Linked DNA regions of Rattus norvegicus: regions 2, 3, 4 and 5 are each linked to region 1. Evidence: chromatin contacts called from public Hi-C data. All regions are on one chromosome and are shown on one strand. The core of a region is the stretch at or near the end of the contact, and the rest is flanking DNA. Distances in the headings are between cores, read along the strand shown. Region 1 has its middle 120 kb from the start of Klf4. Region 2 has its middle 62 kb from the start of Actl7b. Region 3 has its middle 80 kb from the start of Actl7b. Region 4 has its middle 230 kb from the start of Actl7b. Region 5 has its middle 490 kb from the start of Actl7b.

Region 1 (3,653 bases), core at 296-2,795:
CTACAGTCACAGCACGGACAATGGCACCTCTCTCCCAGGGATATGATTGTTCGAGACTAAGTAGTTCTGACGCACCTCTGTCCTCTGTATCTGGCTTCTCTCAGCCCTTCTATCCATTCAATCTAATTACTATGGGTCAAGAACAGCACTTGTCAGTCAGTGTGCTGGGAGCTGCAGAATCAGCCAAACCACATTTATCCTTGGAGTCTCCCTCCTCAGAGGTGGTTACATTTGCAGTGTTTCCTAAGGAAGACTTCTTTGCCTCTTCCACCAGACAAACAGTTATTTGTCATCTCTAAAATACCAAAAGGTGGGGGAGGGAGGGAGGGTGTCGGCTCCCTTTTCCTCATAACATTTGGCTTTTTAGGTGAGTAACTCTGCCAGAAATTTTGAAATATCTTGTTACTTTAGACAACGGAAGACAGGGAGACTTTTCGTTTTTTAATTGGAAGTAAAAGCTTGTTTATGGCTCAGAGCACAGGTCAGTGGAGAAATCGCCATCGCTGGATTGGATTGGAGTTGGGGAGGAGGGGCCACAGAAGGGAGTGGGCTCCCACTTGTGAGACATCGCCATGGCGGCGATGATGCAATTGAGTGGAGATGGTGCACAAAGTCCTATCAGCCCATTGACTCCCTCCCTCCCTCCAGCCTCATTTTCACTTTGTGTAAAATAAGGCATCGGCACTTCTTGGACAGGGCACTAGGTTTACCTGAGGCTGTGAACAGGAGAATGCCAGCTGCAGACAGGTTCACGAGGAGGGGGCGGGGTTGCTTGTGGGATAGGATATACTTACAGAGCTAGGCACAAGGAATATTTCTTTCTTTTCTGTTTTCTGGATCCCTGCATAGCTGGAGGGCGCAGTGAAGGGCTGTAGGGTGACAGCCTGGGGTGTTCTGGCTGGAGGGGTGGGGGTGGGGTGGGGTGGGTATTATCTGGATTGAGGGACAAGTTTCTGGGAAATCATATTATCTCGGACTACTGGTATTTTAGGGGAATGGCGATAATGGTGGATCTTTTCTATTTTCTTTGATGAAGTTGGCCTTGATAAATTTCTCGCTCTTTGGCCTTCTTTGTTTCTCGCTTTCCCACATGTTTGCAAATCTTTGAAGCACGCAGCTCCAATGTAAAAGGGAGTTGTAGACGGGACTTGATTTAAGCCTGGCTGGAGGCATGCACCTTTTGGAGTGGCAACTTGTTGTCACTGTCCCCGAGGTAAAGGCTGTCTCAACCCCCTGGGAGCATCAGGCTTCTTGGCCACTTTCTCTAAGGCAGTCAGTCCTGTTGTGCATTCTTCTTCCCCATCTCCAGGGAGGCAGCACACAGAACTCAAGGCCGCTGAGGATGGAGGGGGAGGGGCTCTGCGAGGTATCTCTCCAAGGCCTGGGTCCCCAGGTCAAGGTCAAGATGTGCGGTGTAGGCACTCCCGAGCTGGCTGGCGCAGCAGCAGCTCGCTGCGCAGAGCGCTGCTGGCGGCTTCGGGAACTGACCAGGCCGCGTGTGAGCGCCGGGATTCCTGCTCCGGCCTTAAATATGCCGGTTATTTTTATCCCCCTACGTCAGGCCAGCGAAGGCCATCCCACCAGTGGCCGCGGCGGGCTGCTACACAATGTTTCCCTTCAGTCGGGAGGGGAAATGGAGGGAGGCCAGACTTCCTGATCACATGGTGCTGAAGTCAATGAAAAAAAATGAAGGGGGACCCCTCCCTTGCGCTGGGGTGCGCGGGCCAGGGCCCCCCACCCACCCCCTCGGGCCGCGCGGCCAGGGAAACGCAGGCTCGCGGGCGGGCGCGGGGCCAGGCGCAGGACCGGGCAAACATAAACACCAGATCGGGGCAGTAATTGGCGGCTCCGAGATCGCTGAGGAAATGAGAGGCTTGTACGAAACATCAGCCGACAAGAAACGGGGTGATGTCAGACAGCCTTCCAGGATTAGAAACCCTTAAAAGCTCCGAGCCCGCGGCGGCTGCGGAAAAGCGCTCTCGGTCCTGGCTCTGCGGGTAGGAAGCCCGCGGACTGCGGACTCCGGGCTCCTCTCTTCCCCTCTCTCTTCTCCTCTCTTTCTCTCTCCTCTTCTCTAGTCTCTCCTCCGTGAATTCCCTTTTGATTTGGAACTAAAAAAGAAGGGGAAAAACGTCAATTTTCATGCCTAAAGCATCTCGCTTTTTTTTTTTCTTGTATCTTGTTACTACTTTTGGATCAACAGATCCTACCCAAATCAAGCTGATGGGGGATAAATAAAAGTTTAGCTCTGTTGTCTGAGTTCTTCGGCTTCTTGGTTCCTTAACATTCTCTTAGATCTGCGAGTTGCAATACTTAGCACACACCACAGGGGTTTTCTAAGCTGCTTCATGCTCTCCAGTCTTGAGGGCAGCTTAGCCAACAGCCAGTGACAGGTAGTTCCCCACCCCATAGGAGCCTCCGGTGACTTTAAGGTAGAGGCCGCCTACCCGCATCACAAAAGCGCCACTTTTTCAGGCTTTTCTCATTCAGTGTTTGCCTGGATTAAAGGAGGTGTGGATGTTTGGAAAGGGCTGGAGCCCCTGCAAGGAGAGGCAACCATAAAGAATGGTTTATGTCTCGGTTTTCTCAGAAGGGATCGCAAAGGGTCCGTTCCTGTCTGTGTGGCAGGTGAGCTTCTAGCTTTGGGATAGTTCATCAGCCTCAGACAGCACTGTCACCTACTTAAACCTCTAAGGCAAGCTTGTTCGCCTTTCTTCCCGAGACCCAGGAAAGGGTCACAGGCAGGCCAAGTTTGTACAACCTCAGAAGAACCGGGCTCTTTCCAGAGACACAGGCTCAGCTCTTGGCTGCTTGCTCATTGTGCTTCCCTGCCACACTGTTGAACCTTTTGACAGTCTCCTCCCATGGCTGATGGTCACTTGAGCCAAGTATATCATCCAGTCATACCACCCACCGGGTGGCAGAGAAAAGCCTCTTTTCCCGCTGTTCTCCACACCTCTGTCTTTGGTGCTCTGAAAACTCACACAAGGAGGCCTTGCATTTCAGTTCACCCCAGTTGTCCTAGGTTAGGTATTGGTGTCTCCTTTGCTTCGCTTCAGAATCTTAGGGTCTCCATGGTCTGTTCTTGTCCCCCCTGCCCAATTCCTCCTCTCCCCAGATGCACATGCCCTGAGGCTGGTGGAGGGACGACAGAAATATCTCAGGGTCTGTGTTGTGCTCTGGCAGGAGAAAACATTAAGTCTTCATCAGGTAGACTGTCCTCTGATGGTGTCAGCCCTAACACCCAAAGGTATTGTCCTACCTCTCAGCCTTCTTGCTTAGCTCTATACCTTCTCAGGGAAGTTACTTTCCCCTCGAAGGAGTGAGCCTCAGTTTCAATGGGTGACTGAGCATGTGCAAAGGATGGTGTGTGTGTGTGTGTGTGTGTGTGTGTGTGTGTGTGTGTGTGTGAGAGAGAGAGAGAGAGAGAGCTAGGACAAGGCACGTAAAGGATATGGAAAGCCCAGGTACTGTCACTAACCTTAGACTGGAGGTGCTCATTGTGATGCTTCCAATTGGTATTCTGCATACGTGGCCTTACTGGCAAATTACTTGAAGAGATTCTCCTTCCCTTCCCTCCCCTTTATTCCTCTCCTCCTCCCCTCCCCCAGCCCTCCCCTCCCCTCCCCTCCCACTGGGTCCATGAGGAAGCT
Region 2 (3,653 bases), core at 590-3,089, 990 kb after region 1:
ACACACACACACACACACACACACACACACACACCACAAAGCCTGCTGACTGGAGGGAAGAACCAACAAAGTTTTGGGGGTGTTAATTTCCTGTCCTCCCAGACCACCAGTCTAGTTCATCCAGTCTCCACTCCCAGTTGTTTTTGGTTCCAGGCACATAAGCTCCAGGATTCCAGTTACACTTAAGTACGCCATAGTGTGTTAGGAAGCAATTATTGAGCTCCTACTGTATACCAACTACAACCCTAAGCCCTAAAACAACCCTAAAACCCTGCTGGCTTTTTCAAAACTGCATCTGGGTACACCTCACTAGAACTCCATCCATGCCCTGCCTCCAAGGTTGGCAGCCCCAGCCTGCATAGCTCACACTGGGGATGGGATCTCTTAGGACAGGTTCCTATGTTCCATCATGAGGGAGGGACTTATAAATGGAAACAAAAGCCAGGGCCAGGCCCAGCAACTCACTCTGGGCCACCGTGCTACAGAAGTTGCCGATGTTTACTGCCAGCAGAGATGGCCCCAGGAAGATGTCCACTAGAATAATTCATCTGTGTTGTGTCTTAACTGTGTCTTCAGGCACTTGCCCACTCACAGTCCTTCCCAAAGACAGATACCCAGTACATTCTGATCCTTCCCTCACATGCCTCCATTCTAAAATGCATTGTTCCTGACTTGACATTTGTGTCCCGTCACTCTCTTGTCCCTGAGCTCTCTCCTTGCAGTCAATACCAAGTGCCTGTCAAATGTCAGAAGCCTGTGTGCTTCCACAGTTACGGTCCTAACCATTGACTTTTTGTAGTATGCTCTCACCTCTCCTAGCAAATGAAGTAAATGCCCAGAACACCAGACTGCCCAGGAGACCCACAGACCAGAAAACCAAGGATGGCCAGAGTGTTTGATGTGCCCCTGCCTTGCTCAGCAGAACACTTTGTTCCAAGCCTTAGACTCTCTTGAGGAAGCCTCTATGTGGCTTCCAGGGCTACATTGCCACACACCCATAAATCACAGCAACACGTCTTCACAACTGGGGTTTGTGCAACTCATATGAGCCCGAGAACTGGGCTTGTGGGCGTGGCTTTCTGTTGGTTAGTGGAAAGATGTTAGAGCGCTAGAACGGCGTTAGAAAGTGCCCAGCCCGGTTATCTAATCATTTTCCCTGATGAAAAAAATGAAATCCAGGATCCTAGTACCCACACAGACCAACAGTCTCTTCATCTCAGGGCAAACTGGGCTCACTCTTCCCTTACAGTTCTCAAAGTCAGCCCCGTGAACTGGATATATATCACTAGAGCGCAAGGAACATATCAGAAACAACAGAGGGGCGGCGCGGGAGGAGGGCCGTGAGGGGAGGAGGGAGAGGGATAAGACCCAAGAATGTATCCCAGGAGACAGGAAAGAAGTATCCCAGCACACTTGGGAACACAAATGTCTTCCTTGATCGCTAATGAACCTGGGTCTGCTTCACTTTTCCTGTAGCTTGTAACAGATGAGATGCACGTTGGCTGTCAGTCAAGTGTATGCCATGTGCACGGATATAAGCCAAGCTTTAGGTAACCAACTAACAAGACTTAGGTGCCCCAAAAGGAACTAGGCAGAAAGAAAAAAAAGAATGCCAGGGCAGGGCAGGGCAGGCCGGGCACTGATTCTTAAGTAATAAATTAAATGTTGCAGGGGTTGAATCCCTCAGCCAAGCTTGGGAAATGGCCGTGAAAACAATCAATCATGGAGCTCGAGCTCCTCCTCGTGGCGGATCTTGATTACTGCCAGGAGGCATCCTCTCCACTCACCCAGAGGCGTCAGCCCCACCCAAGGAGTCACTAGGTCAAGTCTTCAGTCCCCAGTTGGTGAGAAACTCCCATGGGCCAGGCTCTGGGCTAGTGCTGTCACGTCCTTGGTCTTATTAAAGATCACATTGGCTGACTGTCATTAGACACATTTTATAGATGATGAAAGAAAGTTTAAAAAAGCGTAAAAGCCTTCCCCAGAGTTACACAGAAGATTCCAGGAAGATCTGGGGAATCCCCAAGTCAAGGCTCCCTCCCCAACGCCACGCTGAGTACAAAGTGCTGCGTATGAGGAGATGAAACCTTAATGTATCCTTCATGTAGTTTAACTGGGCAGGCTGACTCCTATTAAATAATCAGAACACAAAACCGCGAGTGCTACTCACACGGGAGGCAGGGGGCGGGGCGGGGGAGCATAGGAACAGTTAACGTGGTGGGACCTGAGTACTGTCATTTTCCAGCACCTCTGGCCTTCCAGCCCCTCTTCGCCCTTCAAAGCGGCCTGCCATCCAGCGTCCACCACGCTCTTGCATCCCCTCCCCCTCAGCATCCTTCCTAACCCTCTGAGACTCCAGACACTAAAAAGGAGCTCGTGTGTGGACCACTGCATCCATCACAAAACGAAGACAGCTGAGAGAATGGCTTCCCCTCTGCACTGCAGCCAGATAAGAAATAAGGTCCTCATTCACAGAGCTGTAAAAAGAAACACCCCCCCCAAAAAAAAAGAGTCTAAAAGGCTTCTTTTGCGTGGTTTGACCTCACTCATATCGAGCAAGGACGATCTAGAATCCTGTGGGAATTTGGCGCAAAGTCGGGCTGTCATTTGGGCTGGTTGATTGCAGAGACAGGTTAAGCACCCCTCGTGGCCGGAAGACCTTGGCATCTATCCATGCAAAGAATCTGCATGCCATTTCTGCTTGCTACTGGTGACAGGCTAGCTCACAACAGTGGACATGGGTAGCTGAATCCATCCCTGAGAGCCTGCTTTGCATGCCTATGACACAATGACAGGGGTTTTCTTCTAGGATCCAGATGCATATAAAAACATTTTGCAGAAACGGTATCACATTATGCATGCACTCCACAAACACCTCCTTTCACCCACACTCAAAATATTTTTTTCATATTATTTAAATATCCTACCACATATTTGTGGGGCTTGGGGATTCCGGTTTGTTATCTGAGGGCATTTTGCTTTGTTTGGGGTTTTGGGTTGGGTTGGGTTTGATTTTTGAGGCAGGATCTTATTTGTCCTAAGCTGACCTGGAACTTGTGATGCAGCTGAAACGACCTTGAATTTCTGATCATCCTTCGTCCACCTCCCAGGGCATTAAGATTAATAACATTCACTACTTTACCTGGCTAAGGAGAGAGGTTAAGGAGAAAGCTCATGGTTTTGCATATCCTGGGCAAGCACTCTTCCAACTGAGCTACACTTCCAGCCCAGTCCAGCTCGTCTGTTTGAATGGTCAAGTTCTCCTTGTTTATAGTCCAAGCTGGCCTGGGACTCACTATGTAGCTAGGCTGGCCCCAGATTATCAATCCTCCTGTCTCAGCCTCCCAAGCACTAGGATTACAGGAATATACCACTGTACCTGTGCTCACGTCACGTGTATTTTAGCATGGGCCAGCTCTCCGATTTCTAGTTGTGTCTAACTTTAAGACATCTACATACAGACGTTTGAAAACGGAAAGCAACCTTCATGTGGCTTTTGGATTTTGTTATAAATGACTTTGAGGGGAGGGACATCAAGGTGTTTGCTGCATCTTCTCCTTTCACAATTAAATCACAAATTATGTGATGTGTTTTCCAAATATTTACCCAGGAGCTGTTCCTCTTTTCTTCACATGGAGTGGAAGGGCTGAGTC
Region 3 (3,653 bases), core at 502-3,001, 970 kb after region 1:
CAAGACCCTTAAGGCCATTAAAGACAACTCTACTGTCAAGAAGCTTTAGCCAAAGTACTGTACAGGATTGCACTCAGTAGTGAATAAAATTCTTTACCAGTATCTAGCTTTTGTGACTCAAAAATATCTCACTAACAATAGAACACAGTGGTCAGGGCAAACAGAAAGCTCTGTACACAGAATAGACCCTACAGGCCACACTCTGTGACAGTGACGGAATGGCTTTATAGCACTGAGAACTGGAGCTGTTTTTACACTATCAGGACAAGGGCTTAATTAAGTTCACAAGAGAAAACTAAGGAGAAACGTACAAGATAGAGAAGTCAGAGCATCTGAGGACTCTATTATTTATATATACCTAACCCCTTCTGGCCTTAGGATGGATTTTTACAAGATATCCATGGCGAGTAACAAAACAAATGCATGTTGGCACAGCCCACGGGCTTCCCTGACCAGGTCAAAACCCAGGAAGGCCAGGTTCAAAGTGAGTGACTTGCTGCACATACTTGGGACAGCCCCATACAGTGTTTATATGAACACGGGAAATTCACTCCAGTTCCGAACCCCTTTCTTCTCAAAGGTAACAAGACATGGCATTCACTAACCAACTACTACTGCCACCCGTGTCAGCGACATTACCTCATTGGTCATTACCAGCCCTGTAGAAAAGCTTTCATTACCGCTGACTTACCCCCTTCTACTGTGACCTATCTGCCTTTTGGCGACAAGAATTCAGGCAGCCCGAAAGAGAACATGAAAAATATTCTGACCAATAAACATCATTGGCTAAAATAAATCCCGGGTAGGATGTGTCACAGGCTACGAGTCTTTATTCTTTCTCAAAACATTAAGCCTCCAAATTAGAGGGTACTCAGTCCTCATAGCGTCAGCATCCGCTTCTCTGGAGTATTTTCTTTAATCACCAAGCTACTTTGCCCGAGTAGAGAATGCTTTGATTCCAACACAAAAGCTGAGTCTGACCTAGTCTACCAGTGACTGGGTGACTGATGGGGTGGGAAGAGAGGGGGAAACAGGAAGTGAGAACCCACTGGTGTTGAGAGCAAGAACACAACTGAGACAGTACACAGAGTCCCAGGTATTTAGTGAAATGTGACAGGGAGACTAGAGAAATTCAGAAGAGAGTCCAGTTCCCATGGTAACAAGGAGACCAAGTCAGGTAAGCTACAGGATCAGAGCTTTTTGGAAACCTGTCAGAGAAGGGATAACATAAAGAAAGCTAAAGAAACTTAATCCCAGGAGGTGGCAACTTTTCCTGGAGAAGAGATCAGCTGAGCCTCCATGAACTGTTAAAGCTGAGTGTGGGGACAGCAACACTGTTTACCCACTGATATCCCCACTGACCCCCACGATGACCCTCCACAGACTCCAACCACTCTCACACACACACACACACACACACACACACACACACACACACAGGCTACCTTGTCACACTAGTCATCCCCTGATTCAATAGTCATCTGTGTCCTTGGAATGGCAACTATTGAAAACAGATATCATCATGTCCCGTGCAAGCAGATACACAGTTTGGAGACAAGCACTGGCTCAGGTGGAGCTGGAGGCATCTGAAAAATGCATAAGAACTATGTAGCCTGGCGTCTCTGCCTCTGAGGGGAGAGCCTGTGTTCTCTCCACTGCTTCGCTTTCAGAGCAAGTTAACATCTGTCCATGCTCCACATGCCTGGGATGCCATCAAGATGTGTCAACAGGCGGAGCCTGGGGTTGGAAGAGCTCAGCGTCTTGATTGCACTCTCAGGCCTGGAAACTGGGGAATGAGGTGGGACGGCATAGTCATTAGCCAATCCCACTGAAAGGCCCCTCTGCCCTTGCCATGAGGAGATTGACACCAAAGGTTACAGAAGCCTCTGCTCTATGCTTTCATCAGGGTTCAAAGATCTGGGGTGTCCACATCCCTGCCCTGCTGGCCCTAAGTAAATGGGTATCGAAGTCTTGATTCATCAGCCACCCCTTCCATCCCCTCCTCTACTCCCCAAAGTCCTGTCTATGACCTTCTCATGTCTTATGAAGAAGCCACATTTCCCTTTTATCTTCCCTGGACCACACTTCTGAGCTCTGCCCAAGGCTCAGGTCTGAGACCTGCAAACTGCATCCTACCCCGTCTGCATAGCTGAGTGCATTTTGAATCTAAGCTGTCCCCCACGTGTTCACGTGTTAGAGGCTTGGCTCCTAGCTAGTGCTGCTCTTTAGGGAGATGTCACAAACATTAAGAGACAGGGCTACCTAGAAGAAATGGGTCACTAGGACATGCCTCTGAAGGTTGTATCTTTTCCCAAGTCCCTTCCTCCCTTCCTCCCTTCCTCCCTTCCTCCCTTCCTCCCTTCCTCCCTTCCTCCCTTCCTCCCTTCCTCCCTTCCTCCCTTCCTCTCCACTCCCCGTCTACTCCCTGACATGTACTCTGCCCACCATATTCTGCCTCCACGGTGTTTCAAAGCAACAGATCCAGCTAAGCTTGAATTAAAACATCTGAAACAGGAAGCCAGACTAAAACTTTCTTCCCTTTTGAGTCTTTCTCTCAGGTGTCTCTCACAGAGACAAAAAGTGTGCACCTGCACTCACACACATATATCATAAACACACATTCACATACTAATAATAAAGTTCAAAACACAGAACTCTGAGGGAGCTGTGTATACATGAGTCAGCATTCATTCTGCACCATTTACATACTTTACTGTACATACATTATTCCTCCACAACCTAGAAGCTTTTTAATACCATCTAGGGGTATTTGTGTATGCTTGTAAGGCAAACAAAAAACATTTGAGGATAAAAGCTGGAGCAGTGTAAAAACAATAATAACTATGGACCCTCCCTTGAATTTGACTTATATATTTGTAAGTTAAGGCTTGCCTGAGCTGCTTTAGTGAGTTCAAGCCCAACTTGGACACTTTAGGGAAATTCTGTCTCAGATTAAAGGCTCAGCCTGGTGACAAGAGCTGAATACCTCCCTTCAGGTTGTTGGTCAGGTGTCCCAGAGACAACAAAATAACACAGGATACTGCCGTTGCTCCTGCTTGCCCACCAGACCTCTCGATGAAAAGACCACATTGCTGAAGACACCAGACACTGTGGTCACAAGACATGGGGAAATCAAGTTGCTACTGACCAGGAAGCCTCCTCCCTGTCAGCTAGCTTTCACCTTCTGGTGCTATTAAGGCTACAAGGAAAGAAAAGTTATCAACAGTTCCCCTCGGTTATGACTCCTGTGAGCTACAGTAACCTCCCTGGCAAGATAGGCCCGTGGGTACAATATTTTCATGAATGTTATCAGAGTAACCAACTGCTTTCTGATTGTGTTTAAGGCCAATTACACTGGAGGAAACTCATGCCAGGTACTGTATATCCCTGGGAGAGAGCCTACTACTATTACGTTGCTAAAAGGACATGGTATCAAACTGTCTACTAAATTCTTATCTCTATACTCAGAGGGCAAAGCAGCTCTAGGTCCTCATTAGAGAAGCTTCTTTTTGTAGTAAAGTTCCCTTGATACAGAGAATCACAACTAATCAAAGTGCAGAGACTAAGTGTCAGTAGAGTGGTCAGCCATAAACAGGACATCAACATCACAATAGCTCATCTCCTCCAAAATTCAGGAACACCAGGGAAGATGG
Region 4 (3,653 bases), core at 628-3,127, 820 kb after region 1:
GAGAGAGAGAGAAAGAGAGAGAGAGGAGAGAGAGAATATGAGAGAGAGAGAGAGAGAGAGAGAGAGGAGAGAGAGAATATGTGTGTGCATGCACATTCACAAGTGATCCATTTGCACCAAAATCCAGTTTTATTGGTTCTCCCTTGGCCATGATTTTATGGAGATATTTGACAAGATAAAGTGGCTCATGCTTTTAGCCACAGGCTGACTGGCTTCTGTCCAAGATAAACATCGGGAGGCCAACTGTCCCCTCCTTGCCTTTAGGGAGCCTGCAGGTTATCTGATGAATGGAGCTACCAGCACATCTCACTGTTCCTCCATATGGATTTTAGAAAGAAATTCATACTGGGAATCATCAGATGAGCCACCATGTAACAGTGAAGGAGAACCAATGAATGGGATCATGGCAGGTCCATCAGTGCAGATGACATTGCTCTCTTGATAAGTACTTCTCTCTCTCTCTCTCTCTCTCTCTCTCTCTCTCTCTCTCTCTCTCTCTCCCTCCCTCCCTCCCTCCCTCCCTCCCTCCCTCCCTCCCTCTCCAAAGAAGAAATTTGAGAGTAATGAAAAATGCAGTAGGTAGATCAGAAGGAAAACCACAATTGGGCACCATCTTAGAGCCACCGTATGTGTGCATGATCTCACACTGGTCGCTCTGTCCAGCTGCATCTATTTCTCAGCATGATTTTTCACTTTCCCTGTTTGTTTTAAAAGAATATGAGTATGGGGCTGATCGATTTTTTTTTTAAAAAGTTGAAGTTCAAACTTAAGATTCAGATAAAATGTCATTAATTTGTTCACTATTAAATACTATTTTGACCTTCTGTTCTATACCAGGAATTGTCCCAGATACTGACTCAGATTTAATGAGCTAGTTGCTCCTTGTTCTTAAAGAATTTGAGGCAGGTTTAATAATTCAGTACCTTGAGACAAACAAGGTGACACCCGCCAGGCAGGCGCATATGCACACACGCACACACACACACACACACACACACACACACACACACACAATCTCTCTCTCTCTCTCTCTCTCTCTCTCTCACACACACACACACACACACACACACACACATACACACAAGGTGGGGAGATAAGATCAGATCTATATTTTAGTTATTTACTAGAGATGGATGGTCCACTAATTTACCTTTGAGTTTCCTAGCAGGCAATGCAAAGAGAGAAACATGATCTATTTCAAAATTTTCTGTCTGTAAGACACAAATAGCATCAAAGCTATTTCTGATGCTGAAATCTGAATATTCAATGTCAGCTTGACACACTTAATTCTTTAAACTACAGAAACTTAATTCAACAAACATCTGCTCACACCTACTCTGAACCAGGCCCTAAGCCAGGTATTAAAATGAGCAAGATGAGTAAGAGCTGGTGTGTGTTCCTTAAATCTTCCCTCAGCACATATTGCATATCAGGGATGGCAGGCTGTCAGTGAAGATCCCTCCCACTCCCGAATATGCCCTGTGGCCCTCCGGAAACAGAGGACAGAACAACCTTCTAGAGGTGCTCTTCTCATAAGAGAAATTCTAGTGGTGGATTGAAGCTAGTGATTTAAAGAAGGGAGGAAGAGAACAAAACATGGGGCTTTCTCTGAAGCTCACAGATACCCTCCAGCTGTCCCTGAGCATCTGGAACGAAGTCCACAGCCTTGGAACTAGTTTTATAGGATTCATTATCAAAAAGCTAGTTTGTTGGCTTTTAATGATACCACTGACTAGTGAAAAACATCCAACCTCCCAGCAGGAGCAGTGCCTCCTGTCCAACCCGAAATGACAGATTCCAAGCCAAGTGAGACCATCTCATCTAGCAGATTGGAAAACAGAACCTGACTGAGAAAGGGTGCTGTCCCCAGAAGTGTAGCTGGACAGATCCTTGGAGGGGACTGTTTCCATGGTCCTCACTTTTCAAGTGAGAAATCTCATCAAAGCCCATTAATGAATGAGTCATGGAGTAATCAAGTGATTGGCTCGAGGCTATGCAGGGCAGAGCAGGGACTGGGCTGTAGCGACACTCTGACATACCTGAGCCTTATCTAGGATTCCAAATACTGCCTCACCTTGGATCTGGAACTTCCTAATCATGGTTTGTTCATGTCTGCATCCTCAACAACTACCACATGTCATCAACAGGAATCATGGTGCACTCCTTCACACCAGAATCTTGCAACCCAGGGCAGACAACCTCACTGGACAAAGACTATAAGGGATCTCAAGACACTGGAACACGTAAGAATTCTTGATAAAGCAGGGATGTTTGATCCCTACTCTGAATCCTGTGAGTCTGAATGGCAGGTGGTTCTCATAGTCAGTGACTGAGAACTATGGTCTCATTTATTACATAACCAGAACCTGGTCTGCTTCATGCTGGAGCCTCAAGTCACAACAGAGCCCTGAATTCATTGTTCTTAGAACCCGAGCTCCAAGGAGATGCCCTTGTCAAGCCTTTTGCAATTGCTGTCCTAGGCTATTCTTCAAAATAGCAGCAAAATCCCTTTGCCTGTTGACGTTAAAACACTGCCATCTAGTGTGACTCTTAAAGAACTATCCAAGACTACTGTCTGGCCTACAGACACTGGATTGGGTGCAAGACTTTCAAACCTTTTTACTGCTTGCAAAGTGTCCCGTGATTTCTTCTCCTGGCCTGTTTACAATTCCATGATTTTATTTGCACAGAGCCCAAATTAGGAATGAACCCAGACACGTGGGATTAGAACTATAGCTTTGCAGGCTACAGAATCCACATGTGACCCCCTGGCTCAGCTATGGGTCAGACACCTGACTTGGGATATGTCATTTCATATCACAAGGTAGCAGTTATTCATCAGAAGATAAAGGGAATTCTTTGGCCTTTGACATCACCAGGAAATCTTTATATCAGTGAAACCACTAGTGTGTCAATTTGCTATAAACAAAGTTGTAGAAATAAATATATACATGTATTTGCCTGGTGTGTGTGTGTGTGTGTGTGTGTGTGTGTGTGTGTGTGTGTGTGTGTGCATGTGTGTGTATCAAGTAAATGCATGTCTGAAGATAGCAAAATGCCCTTAGAAATGGGTAGCTCTTTGATGCAATAAAATTCATATCCCACTGAGAAGAGAACACCAGACTGACTGAAGAGCAGAAGAAACCTGAGAGATTATTTGAGTCTCCTCAGCTGGATTTAGCCTGTATCATTTGGAGAAGTCTATGGGAAGATTTGAATTCTGTATGTTCTAACCACCAAGATCCAAAGTGTGGCCTCTATCCCAGAAGCCCAGGGAGAAAGCAAGCCAAGAAGCTACAAAGGAAGAAGCCTCAGGGGATCATCTAGTGAGGAAGTGCTTTGTGCAGGCTCCACATGGGGCTGGACTGTTTGCTACAGGACCCTTAAGGAGTCGTGCAACTTGAAACCCACACAGATACCTACCCGTTCATTCTGCAGTTTATTTTAAAACCTAAGTTAATGAGGCAAGCTAGTGACAAGTATATTTTCTAAATTCCCTTGATTGGGCCGGTTTTGAACAGCTAAGAATCTGGTGAAGGAGATGCAAATGGAGTCTTGGAAGCCCACTGAACTTCTTTCAGTACACCAGTGGGTCTCATTCAACTATAGCACGTGGAGATTCACCTTAAAAGTGCCTTCTAAACTGAGCCCCA
Region 5 (3,653 bases), core at 464-2,963, 550 kb after region 1:
CTCCTCACTTATTGCCTCTTCTCTCAGCTCCGGTCACATTGGCCTCTGGCTAAGCAGGTTCCTGCTTACTCCCAAGTCAGCCCTTCGACGGTTTTGTTTAGATGATACTTTGCCAGATTCCCCAGGGACTACCTTGAATGAACTGAAGCCTGCCAACCCGACTCTCCCAAATTCACTCTCCTGAACCCACTCTCTAATATCCCATCTGCCATTACCATTGATGATAATATACTCCTTATACACTGCCCTTTCTCAGAATGCCAGTCTTCCTAATTGTCTATCCTATGTCTAGGGCTGCGTCTGCATTTTCATAGACACACCCGCTTGTTCTGTGAGTGGGTAAACTATCTATCCTTGTTTTTCATGGATTACAGAATCCATGAAACTTTGTAGAACTTTCTCACTACAATTTTTTTAATTCCCCAAATCAATGATTTCACAATTGCTCACAGACATGTGGAACAGTGAAAAACTTACATCGCCAAAGTGCTGGTCCCCAGTTGAAGTAATGCTGTTTTAATTCTGTTTTCAACATCAAAAAATGTACACTATTTGGGGTATGTTCAGTGCTATGGATTTTGCACATTTGTGCCTTCTGTTGTGAATTCACCGCCCCTAAACATATTCATTCTCATCCCCCCTCCCTTTCTCTCCATCATAGTACAGACTAGTGAGCCCCAGGCATCACATATGATACATGAGTGATCTGCCAGTGAGCTTGTATACTTTTGTTTTTTGATCAGGAGAATCAAAAACAGCCCCCTGATAAGCTGGGATTAGGCCTGCTCCACTACTCTCTGCCCAGCAGAACTGCATAGTATTTCTCTGTGTGAAAGGCTATGATGTGGCTCAGTGGGATAATTCATTTACCAGAAAAAGCTTTATTCAAAAATAGTAGAGCTTTACTGGCCATAAGTTCAATGCTAATGAGTCAGCCAAACATAGTGAAAGATACTTAAATCAAAGCACACACACACATGTACAGGTGTCCCATGACTTACAGTGAGGTTACATCCCAATAAACCCATAATAGGTTCAAGAATGTGTTTGGTTCACCCTTCCTGCAGAGCATCACAGCTCCGTAATGCATGGGATGGTTCTATTCATGAGAGCAAAGCTGACTGAGAGCTGTCACTCCCTGCTCTAGCCAGCACGGCAAGGGTATCACACTGTATCCCTGGGAGAAGACCAAACTTCAAAAATTAAGGCTTCTACTGGAGGCACATTGTTTCTGCACCACCATGAAGTACAGGTACTAAGTCATAAGTCAAGGACCATCTCTGTACATGCCTGCTGGAATTCGCAGCAGTTTGCAGGAGCTCAGCCTCCTACTTCCCCAAGAACAATTGCAGAACATTCAGTGGCTTAATGTTCTTGGAGACACGGTGACTCTGTAAGCCAGAGCCACTATGACAACAAAAATCCACCCAGTTCGGTTTGAATTCTGAGTATTAGCTCATCAACTGTAGTCATGAGCTTGGAAAATAACTCCACGTCTCTGAGCCCTGTGTTCCTAATCCATAAATTATAGTGATCATATCTATCCTTGTGACTGTTCTGAAGAATAAATGAGATGGTTAATGTAAAAGCTCAGAGCCTGACCCACAGAGGGTACACCATGGACAGCTACTCCCTTCACATACCTCTTCTTCTCAGATGTCTTTGCAATCCACCGGGCAAGTGCTTTGTCTCTCCTCATTGTGGTTCTCATGACATTGAAACCACCACAGACAGTGCCCATCCTCTCATCTACTGCTCAAGGGTCTGTGCTGGGGTTTGAAGTAAACAGTGAGCAATATCTTTTAGTGTAGTTTTTCCTCCTTCCTATGGAGATTAATCTTTTTTTTAAAAAAAATAATCAACTCCCAGGAGTGGGGTTATCGTTTCATGGGTGTAAATACATGTAAAGAAGGACTGAGAGAGTCTTTCTACCAGTGGTGATAGGAAGAGTCCTCTTGGCAGACATGTGCCTGGGTGTGTGCATGATTTAGAGGCCATTAAAGTGATTCATCCATCACCCTTCAGTTTTCAACTTTGCAGAGAATTTAGACTTTGTGGAAAGGAGGAAGTCAAGAGTAGAGAAAATGAGGTGATACAGTCAATCAGGAAAAGTTGAAGACCAGATTTCATTGTTACGTTCTCTATACTACAGTTAGGGTAAAAATTTAATAGCAGTGATGGCACACGCCTTTAATCTCAGCACTTGGGAGGCAGAAATAAGTGGGTTTCTGAGTTCAAGGCCGGAGAGGTCTACATAGGGAAATCCTGTGTCAAGAAAGACTCTCTCTCTCTCTGTGTGTGTGTGTGTGTGTGTGTGTGTCTGTGTCTGTGTCTGTGTCTGTGTCTGTGTTTATGTCTGTATGTGTGTTAGAGGACTCTTACCAGGTAAAGGAATGCTGCTTCCTTGGTCTTTTAGGATCCTTTATTTTTATTTTGTAGAAAGAAGAAGAGATGAATCAACTTTGTTTTCCACTGAGAACTTAAACACTTTCTGTGTAACTTTCTTTACTATCTGTGTTGATATAGAAAAGAACACAAGGAAGGAATCTAAACATGGCCCATTCAACATTGTCCTCACTTCTCTCATTCAAACGCTTCTCAGTCAGTTGTTGCCTGAGTAGGAGGAACAGAGGTTTCAACTTTGAAGAATTACTTCTCTGATAAGAGGATAGTTGCTGCATACATATAAATCATCGTCACAGTAATTAATGGTTCCTAGAGAATGCCAGGGACTCTGGGAGTTGTCCACTCTATCAGGACAACTTTCAAGCTGCTCTAGAACTTAGCTGGCTTCTGTACCTTGGAAAGTCCCTGATGATATAGCAAGAACAGGAACCGGTTCCATATGATGTTGATTTTAGGTACAGAAATGATAGTCCTTGCACAGTGCCAATCAAGAAAGAAAAGTTCCCCTTATGGGTCTATTAAGTATTAATCTATTAATAATTCGCATGCTGGGCCCTCACAGCCAGTGAGCCAGTGACTCAGAGTGACTGAGTGTCAATGGGAAATTGAGAGGCTTACAGAGACCTTCTTCAGCTACCATCTTGGGTTTGGGAAAAGACGGTCCAAGCTGCCATCCAAAGGCTGCTCTCTATTCCATACTTATTTTTTGTAAAAGGTACCAGCCTTCTGTTTTTCCCAAGACTACCCGACTTTATAGAAGGAATTTGAGGAGGTAGAGAAGAAATAACATCTTTTGAAAAATATTCATTGTTCATAAAACATCTCAATTACCTTAAATATTCTGAAAAATATTTCCACAAAGAGTAAAAACAATAATTTCTCCTCACAAAATCCAAGGCCTTCTTTTCTTTCCATTTGGATATGATTAAGTGTGTTTTATTCAAATGAGTAAATGTCATTTATGATGTGGGGAAAAGGTAAAGTTTTCCATAAGACCAGTTGATATTTGTCCACAAAATTACTTATGTATTCTAATGTCGATACCAGTACCATTTGCCAAGATTTAAGCAAACTTTTGCAAGGGGTCTACCAGCAGCTGTTTATGAGGTACATGCTGAATACCTAGAGAAAGCCATGCAAGCACAAACCATGAAGCACAACATGTATTCAATTTGTTCAGCCCCTACTTCATCATGAAAAATAACAACAAAATCTATGCTGCATCCTGCCCTGGATGAGCCTGGAAC

The links. A called contact is a pair of places that touch in the nucleus more often than the background predicts.
Region 2: a Hi-C map of the A7r5 cell line shows a contact between it and region 1, with 8 times the contacts expected there. The contact joins two enhancer-like sites. A contact is called at or near these places in 2 of 12 Hi-C or Micro-C datasets (the A7r5 cell line and mammary epithelial cells).
Region 3: a contact with region 1 is called in a Hi-C map of the Rat2 cell line, with 4 times the contacts expected there. The contact joins two enhancer-like sites. A contact is called at or near these places in 2 of 12 Hi-C or Micro-C datasets (the Rat2 cell line and mammary epithelial cells).
Region 4: a contact with region 1 is called in a Hi-C map of the A7r5 cell line, with 9 times the contacts expected there. The contact joins two enhancer-like sites. A contact is called at or near these places in 3 of 12 Hi-C or Micro-C datasets (the A7r5 cell line, the Rat2 cell line and Schwann cells).
Region 5: a contact with region 1 is called in a Hi-C map of mammary epithelial cells, with 2.6 times the contacts expected there. The contact joins two enhancer-like sites. A contact is called at or near these places in 5 of 12 Hi-C or Micro-C datasets (the A7r5 cell line, the Rat2 cell line, Schwann cells and 2 more).

The regions. Positions count from the first base shown.
Region 1 is chr5:75,193,061-75,196,713 of GRCr8, forward strand. No RefSeq gene overlaps it. Among named protein-coding and RNA genes, the nearest start is that of Klf4, 120 kb to the left of the region's middle. Within about 2 kb of position 1,546, at least 85 of the 93 cell types and tissues checked have an H3K27ac peak or open chromatin away from gene starts, as enhancers often do. A contact at or near this core is called in the A7r5 cell line, where this site is marked.
Region 2 is chr5:76,177,867-76,181,519 of GRCr8, forward strand. No RefSeq gene overlaps it. Among named protein-coding and RNA genes, the nearest start is that of Actl7b, 62 kb to the right of the region's middle. Within about 2 kb of position 1,840, at least 13 of the 93 cell types and tissues checked have an H3K27ac peak or open chromatin away from gene starts, as enhancers often do. A contact at or near this core is called in the A7r5 cell line, where this site is marked.
Region 3 is chr5:76,159,855-76,163,507 of GRCr8, forward strand. No RefSeq gene overlaps it. Among named protein-coding and RNA genes, the nearest start is that of Actl7b, 80 kb to the right of the region's middle. Within about 2 kb of position 1,752, at least 14 of the 93 cell types and tissues checked have an H3K27ac peak or open chromatin away from gene starts, as enhancers often do.
Region 4 is chr5:76,008,189-76,011,841 of GRCr8, forward strand. No RefSeq gene overlaps it. Among named protein-coding and RNA genes, the nearest start is that of Actl7b, 230 kb to the right of the region's middle. Within about 2 kb of position 1,878, at least 3 of the 93 cell types and tissues checked have an H3K27ac peak or open chromatin away from gene starts, as enhancers often do.
Region 5 is chr5:75,746,623-75,750,275 of GRCr8, forward strand. No RefSeq gene overlaps it. Among named protein-coding and RNA genes, the nearest start is that of Actl7b, 490 kb to the right of the region's middle. Within about 2 kb of position 1,714, at least 2 of the 93 cell types and tissues checked have an H3K27ac peak or open chromatin away from gene starts, as enhancers often do.